2 separate regions of the Mus musculus genome follow, and region 1 is linked to region 2. A link is a contact called in public HiChIP or PLAC-seq data. All regions are on one chromosome and are shown on one strand. The core of a region is the stretch at or near the end of the contact, and the rest is flanking DNA. Distances in the headings are between cores, read along the strand shown.

Region 1 (3,757 bases), core at 545-3,044, 2.2 Mb before region 2:
CATCATAAAGAAGTTAGGGAGATATTTTGCCAGGCATTTTCAGGGCAGAAGAAAGTCCATTTTTAATTCTCTGATCCAGTGTTTCAGGTTGTCAGGGAAAGAACACCATGAGAATCATAACAAGGCTGTAAATATGCTCGTGCATGCATCTCTGTGTATTGAAGATGCCAAACCAATGGCTTTGCCTCTGGCTTCATTTTCTTCACAGTGGAATCAGAGGTTACTTGAAACTCAATGCATTACCTTTGCTCTAAGGCTTTATTATTTTATTTTATTGTGCCAAAGGTGAGGACAGTTGGTTTCCAAGTAGTACAGCCATAGTTGCTAAACAACAGAGTAATTAGGTGTTTTTTAATCTTCAAATTTTAAATGGTGTACTAGCCCAGACATGAAAATGTTTTAGGAATCAAAGTGATAAACAAATTAAAATGTTGCCCCACTTTGGTGGCTACATCTAAACCCCACTAGTCTTTGAAGTATTCTCTTCGGTGCTTTACAGGCCCTGCCTCTCCCTCCTCATCTTACCGTGATAGCCCCATCTCTGTACTCATTTCTGAGTTTTCTCATTTTCCTGATAGTTACATTGAACCAGTCAGTCCTTGACCTCTTTTCCACCTAACACTTACTGCGTCATATCCTCAAGTCCTACAACCATAAACCTTATGAGATGATGAGATGGACCAAGTTAATCTTCCTAGTGTTTCTCTTCAATGTTAGGCCCATAAACCCAATGGCCTGCCTCTCAGGTCCACATGGCTCTGCAACATAGCCAGGGTCCTTTCCCCGGTGACTAGCTGCAGCAACACTGAGTCAGGTGACTTTCCATTGCTGTGACCAAATACCTGAGGTCACTTAGAAGTAAGAAAAGATGTATTCTGGTTCCTTGTTTCAGTCTATGAATCACTGACCCTGTAGATTTGGGAACATGGCACGTTATGACAGAGCATGCGGCAAATGATGTCTGTCACTATGAGGTGGCCAGAACACAAAGAGGAAGAGACGAACATCTCAATATTCCAGTTAAGGTCCTTTCTCCAATGGCCTTTCTTCTGGCCTCATTCCGAAAAGTTCCTGTTACGTCTCCATTATGACACAGCTTGGGGACCGGGGCCTCTGGGGACTAGCCTAGACCCAAATTATAGCACTTGCCTCGTCCCTAGTTTGTCCATCTTAGGGAAAATAGTTCTATTCAGTGGGCACCGTGGCCAGGAATCATTCTTGAATTTCTTTTCTCTCTTCCCCACCACATTCACTACGTTGGCAAATCCTGTTAGTTTTATCATTAGTCTTAGGCCAGGCTATATCACAAAATTCTATAGGCTGGTGACTTTTTTTAAAGCTCATTTATTTCTTGCAGTTTGGGAGGCTGGAAGCCTCAGCAAAAAGTTGAGCTCTAGTGAGGACTCCCTTTTAGTTGTAGACTTATAGGATCCTCGCTAGGAAAAAGATGGCCAGCCAGACTCCTGTCTTAGAAGGTCACCAATCCTATTCATTGATAGGCACACTCTCAACCTAATTAACTTTATAAAATCCCATCACTTCAAGATTATGGTTCCAACATATAAATCTGACAAAGAGACATAATTAGTACAGTCCATGGACTAGATAGAGCCACGTCTCTTTCAATATCTTCAGCACAGCTTCCCACCGCCAGCCTGCCAGCCTCACCCCATACTGGACTTTATTTCTTGTATTAAAAAAGATGACTCAAGTTGCTGTAAGTTCTACCACTGACTCAGATCCATGCCCAGATCTTCACTGTAGCCCACGGGATACACAGGATGCTGTGGTAATCTCTCAGCGTCCCTGGAAGCTTACTCATTCTACCATTTACTGCCCACTCCTGCCCACTCCCGACACATTCCTTTGTACTTCCTGTCTCAGAACTCAGTGATCTCAAACAAGACAACTCTGTGTCTCATTGGCTCCCTCTGTCCATTCAGACTTCTCCTTTGTCAGCGTAGAAAGGAGGCTTTTCCTACTCACCTTCTTACACACACACACACACACACACACACAAGAAAATCACACCCCCTCCCTTTCTGTCTTCTCCTTTTAGGGGTTATTTAAGTGATGGGAAATTGATTAAAGGCTTTCCACAATATACCCCAATTTGTTGTAAAGTAACTAAGAGGGAGGGTCAGAGAACAGAACCGGAGTGGAAAGAGAAGTAGGAAAAGAGGAGCCCCACAAGACTCTCTCTGAAGTGCGTCTTATTTTGTGTCTTCTCCAGCCCTCCCTTTTCTGGGATAGACCAAATGATGACCTACAATTTGATTCTCAAGGGAATCGAGAAAATGGATTTCCCCAGAAAGATAACAAGGCGCCCTGAGGATTTGATCCGGAGGCTTTGCAGGTGAGAATGACCATGGGCCACAGAGGAAGTGTGAAGGCTTCTGCTCCCCGTGCAATGCGGAGATGTTTTGCAATTACGTTTGTGCGTTCAGTACTTGGACATCTTATGTTGCTGTTGTAACTGAAGAAAGTTTTTAAGTTAAATATTTTTGAAAATATTTTTGCATGTGTATTTGTGCACGGGTGCATGCCTGGTGCCTTCAGAGGCTAGGCGATGTCATCATATCTAGAACTGGAGTTATAGACTGTTGTGAGTTGTCGTGTAGATGCTGGGGACCCATTACAGGTCCTCAGGAGAAACAGCAAATTCCCCTGACCATGGAGCTGAGCTGTGTCTCCAGCTCCCTAGTAGTCTTCTTTCCTTTTTGTTTTTTAACAGAGTTCAAGAAAAGATTTTTATTTATTTTTATTTTGTGTTTATAGGTATTTTACCTGTATGCATGTCTGTGCACCATGTGCATGTCCATAGAAATTAAAAAAGGGCATTGTTGTGTCTCCTGGGGCTGGAGTTAGAGACAGCTGTGAGTGCTCTACAGGTGCTTGGACTTGAACTTGAGTCCTCTGGAAGAATAGTCAATGTTTTCACCCACTGAGCTATCTCTCCAGCCCCTTCGTAGTCTTTAAGAAAATGTACTTTTCCAGTCTTCTTTTAAATTATTTCAGCCTTTGACTTACTATCGAAAACATCAATTTTCAGAGAAACATTGGAGACTTCTAGAGCTTTGTTTTGTTTGGCCCAAACTCCAATGCACTGCTGTGCCCCTGTCCCACCTTTGGAGATGTTTTTAAAGCATATAAAGTTAGTAAATCAAAAACATCAAACCTAGTTTGGGATTTGCAAATAGGAATACCTACACACTTCTGAGATTGCAGCTTGGATGTAAATGAAATCCTAACACATTTCCCAGTTTTCTCAGCAGCATTTGCAACTAAGTTTGCAAGCTAGTATTTATTCAAGTCTATCCACAGCTCATGCAGAGAACAGATAGATGAATCCAGACACTCAGCTGCAGCTCCTCCATGGAAGGACCATAATTTTGTTTTCTCCCTGTGGTCAAATGGCTGGCCTGCAGTAGGATCTGATGAAAGTTATTGAGTAAATGAATTTAAACACAAGCACTATTCTTTTTTCTAAAACCACTTGTATGTTGTTGTTGTTGTTGTTGTTGTTGTTAACTTCTCCCATCAATCATTTTAGGCAAAACCCAACAGAAAGGCTGGGAAATCTGAAGAACGGGATCAACGACATTAAGAAACACAGGTAACTGATTTTCCTTGTTGCTGACATAAACATATAAATGTGCAGAATAACCAGGTGTCTTAGGTAGGGTTTCTTTTGCTGTGATAAATACCACGGTCAAAAGCAGCCTGGGGAGGGAAGGGCTCATTTCATCTCACAGCT
Region 2 (4,013 bases), core at 401-2,900:
CATCTCTTAATTCGAGACCTAATTTGAGTCAGGATTTCCTCATGTGTAAAATAGGGAGATGGCTGTTTCTATTGCTGGGAGGAAATAAGATAGATTATGCTGTCAGCCAGCATCTTGTGTTTTTACTAGGTGTCAGGTGACAGGCAAAGTGTTAGAAAGTGAGCTCTCAAAGCTGGGGATTTGTGCAATGTTTATTCACTGGTGTATATGAAAAAAAAAAAACTGTATTCAATGATTTAAACATAAGCCTCAGAATAACCTAGTTAGTGAGAGAGACATCATTAACAGCACAGGAAGATGCTGGAGGCACAGGAAGCAATAGTGAAATCCCCACCATACAGCTATTGGGTCGACCCGACTGAACCCAGGCATCTAGATTGCAAAGGAATGAACCGTTAATCCCCAAGCCCTGTGGCCCCGGACCCAAACTGATGCTTGACATTTGTTGATCCAATATAATGTGGAAATTTCTAAGAAGTATTATCAAGCCATCCTTTAAGCTTGTAAAAAGTAGAGAATTACTCCATAGTGCAAGCCAAGTGATCTAACAATAGAGCTTTAAACACATCCTTCCTGAAGGGGATTACAGCAGCTACATTTTCTTGTACTTCCTCCTGCTGGCATTTCTACCGATTTCTCAACACCAACAGATCTGCGGACAGTGGTCTGATCTTCGTTTGAGTTTAAAAGTACCTTTCTAGGCAGTTTGAAACTTCCACCTTCAGGAAAACCAGTAATGATTCTTCATAGAATAACCTTTTAGTCTGCTTTTTATGATGTTGGTGAGGAGTAGAAACTGAAGTTCTCTCGGGGGCAGGAACCTCTTCTCTTTAACGCACCTCCTGGGGAAGAATTTTGCCCCGGCTGCTCAACTTTCTATTGGCACAGGACCCAGAACTTCTATATATGGCTATTTGCAATCACAAACCACATACCTCTACCTCGATACCTCACCTGCTGACTCAAGAAGCAGGGGAGGTGATTCATGTCTAGTGAATAGAATTCTGTTGCAATCAAAGAAAACGGTGTCTTTTAAAAGAGAAAACCGAAGTTCCCCAACTCTCAAAGTCCAATACATCTTTCTCCTACCTATACAAAGTAAAGCTAAAAGACACTTGGAGGGGAGAAAGATCTCTCATGGGAGCCTTAGGAAAAAAGTTCTCAGCACAGAACTCTGAGCAGGGGCAGGAGACCTTCCTCTAACCCTTCTTCTTTTAAATGTTTCCGAGACATTTAGGAATGAGCAGTCCCCTGGATGTGAGCTTGGGCTGCAAGACCCTAAGTTTGATAACTTACTCAGCTCGGCCCTTGTGCCCCCCAGGTCAAGTCTCTTCTATTTCCATAGAAGGGAAGAGGGCTTGGGGGAAGGGAGGGGAGGGAACAGCCCCAGGAGCAAGCTGCGCTCACGACCTGGGACTCCGCGGGAACCTGATGTTCCGTGGTTGTAGAGGGGCGGGCATGGGAAACTTACCCTTGGGGCCGCGGAGGCGAAGCCCAGGCAGAAGCTCAGCGAAGGTGAAAGATCAGCCTCGGCCGGCCGTAGCTCCCGGCTAGCCTGGGTGGCAACCCAGACCGCACCCTTCCTCAGCCCCTCCTCCTGTTTCTACTCACGGACTGCCCAGGACCGGCTTGCAAGTGGCTCTTGGATCCAGGATCCTCTCTGCTCCAGTCGTGACCTACCCACCACGCCCCCCTCGCAAGCCCTCCCCTTCCCCTGTCTCCCTCACATCCTCCTCCAGCTTCCTCCAAACCCAAACCCTTTCCTCTGTCTTCTTTCTTTTCACTTTTCTCACCCCCCGCCCATCCCCCGCCCACCCCCACTCCCACCCCCTCCTTTTAGGGCTTGGCTCATTTTCTAGACAGCATGGATTCAGAGTTGACAGTCCTCACAGGTACCTATACTAAGTATGGCTTACTTACCTAGAGGGTCCTTCGAGTCAGGCACTGGTCTAAACCCCGCATGATAACCAAACTACAAGACAGATGCGATTGTACTCATTTTACAAGGAGTCACAGAGGCAAGGGAGGTCAAATCATACAGAAAGAACGGCAGAGCTAGATTTTGAGTTTATGAGTCTGAGGAGTGTCTCTGCTTGGCCTTTTGACTCTAAAGGGAGGATTAGAGCTCAGAGAAGCACCAGTGTTTGTGTTTTGAGCCCTCAGAACCACAGGTAAGTCACGGAGGATAAACATTAAATTCCCACTAAAATGGCCAGTTTTGTGTCAGCTCCCCACAAACTAGAACCCTTAATTGAGAAAGTGACTCCCATAAAATGAGGTTTAGGCAAGCCTTTAGGACTCTGTTTCCTTAATTAGCGTTTGAGGTGGGAGGACCCAGACCATTGTGGGCGGTGCTATCCCTGGGCTGCTGGTCCTTGTATGCCTTTAAGGACTGATCAAGTCCTAGAGAGCAAAATAGACAGCATTCTTCCCTTGGCCTTTGCGCAAGCTCCTGCTTCCGGTTCCAGGGTCCCTCTAGGTTCCTGCCCTGACTTCTTTCAATGGCAGGGTGTGCTGCGGACGCATAAACTGAAACAAACTCGTTCCTTCCTCCTCAAGTTTCTTTTCGCCACGATGTTTTACCCCAGCAATAGAAACCTAAAGACATCCACTTAATATCGGGTAGTGTCTGTGAAAGAAGATAGGTGGAAAAGCCACTAATTATCAGACATTGAAGTTAGTGGACTATGTCATCTGTTTACTTTTACATTCTTCAGGTTGTTTCTAGGACACAGAAGTTTTTATTAAAGCCTGTGGAACAGAGGGGCTAGGGGAATATCTCAGAGGGTAAAAAGTTTGTAAAAAACGAGGTCCTAAGTTTGAATCCTCAGGACCCATGTAAAATTTGGTATTAATCTGTGTTTTGGAGCTGGCTGGCAAACCAGCTTAACCAATGGTAAGTTCCTGGTTCTGTGTGAGACTCTGTCAAGGGAATAAGGCAGACAGCAACACTGGAAGACATACTGCTCTGGTTTCTGCATGCTCAGACACACACAACAAACGCATGTGCATATACACCCCACTACCACTATCACCACCACCACCACCACCACCACCACCACCACCATCACCACCACAACCTCCAGCATCACCACAACCTCCAGCATCACCATCATTACCCTCATCATCACCGTCATCATCACCACCACCACCACCACAAAACATAAAGATGTACAGAAGAGGAAGCAAGTGTAGACAAACTGAGTGAGCAGGTCAAGTAAGTGGATGTGGTCAGCAGACCAGCCCTGATGTTACTCTACCTCGGTGCAGAACTTCATCAAGAATCTTAGGTTTTCTGTATTGGGGCATAGTTATAGTTTTTCTCATATGTTATTTTATGTTAGTTCCAAATATTGATGTAGCAGTACTATAAAATACTATTTATTAGTTCTTAATTCCTTTTACATTTATTTATGTCTGTATATGTGCCTATGTGTGCATATTTGTGTATGTGTGCATGCTTTTGTGTGTGGCATGTTTAATGGCATATGAACTCAGATGGGAGGTATGTGTTTGTGTGTGCATGTGTATGTGCATGCAATTGTATGTGAGCTCAGATGGTGTGTGTGTGTGTGTGTAAACTTGTATCTGTATAGGTGACACGTGAGCTCAGATGCTGTGTGTGTATGTATGTGTGTATGGAATGGTATGGAATGGTATGTATAGTGTGTGTGTGTGTGTGTGTGTGTGTGTGTGTGTGAGTTCACAAGCACAATGGCATGTGAACTCAGATGGTTAAGGTCCGTGGCAGGTGCCTTTACCCACTGATCCCTGTAGGTGGTCTGGTCAGGTTTGAAAACTTAAATCAAATGCCCAGGGTCATAGTGTTACTAACAAGCCTGACCACACAGAACAGATTGCTAGTGAGGATAAAAGAAGAAAGTGGTCCAGCCATATGGAAGATAATTTAGTTGCTTCTTACAAAACTAAATATAGTCTTATTATTCAATCCAGGAATTGTGCTTACTGGTGTTTGTCCAAGTATCACGGAAGCTCTGTGCTCGCTAACAACT

The links. HiChIP or PLAC-seq counts read pairs in DNA pulled down with a chosen protein or histone mark.
Region 1: an H3K27ac HiChIP or PLAC-seq map of the NIH/3T3 cell line shows a contact between it and region 2, with 5 times the contacts expected there. The contact joins the enhancer-like site here to the promoter of Anxa3 in region 2. A contact is called at or near these places in 3 of 39 promoter capture datasets (the 3T3-L1 cell line and the C10 cell line), 1 of 484 Hi-C or Micro-C datasets (the C2C12 cell line) and 1 of 115 datasets of contacts at active chromatin or transcription factors (the NIH/3T3 cell line).

What each region holds. Positions count from the first base shown.
Region 1 is chr5:98,942,013-98,945,769 of GRCm38.p6, reverse strand. It overlaps Prkg2 (protein kinase, cGMP-dependent, type II), which reads left to right. Exons shown (of 19, transcript NM_008926.4): 16 at 2,234-2,356; 17 at 3,554-3,616. Among named protein-coding and RNA genes, the nearest start is that of Gm42123, 53 kb to the right of the region's middle. Within about 2 kb of position 1,794, at least 46 of the 459 cell types and tissues checked have an H3K27ac peak or open chromatin away from gene starts, as enhancers often do. A contact at or near this core is called in the C2C12 cell line and the NIH/3T3 cell line, where this site is marked.
Region 2 is chr5:96,791,022-96,795,034 of GRCm38.p6, reverse strand. It overlaps Anxa3 (annexin A3), which reads right to left and starts at 1,650. Exons shown (of 13, transcript NM_013470.2): 1 at 1,472-1,650.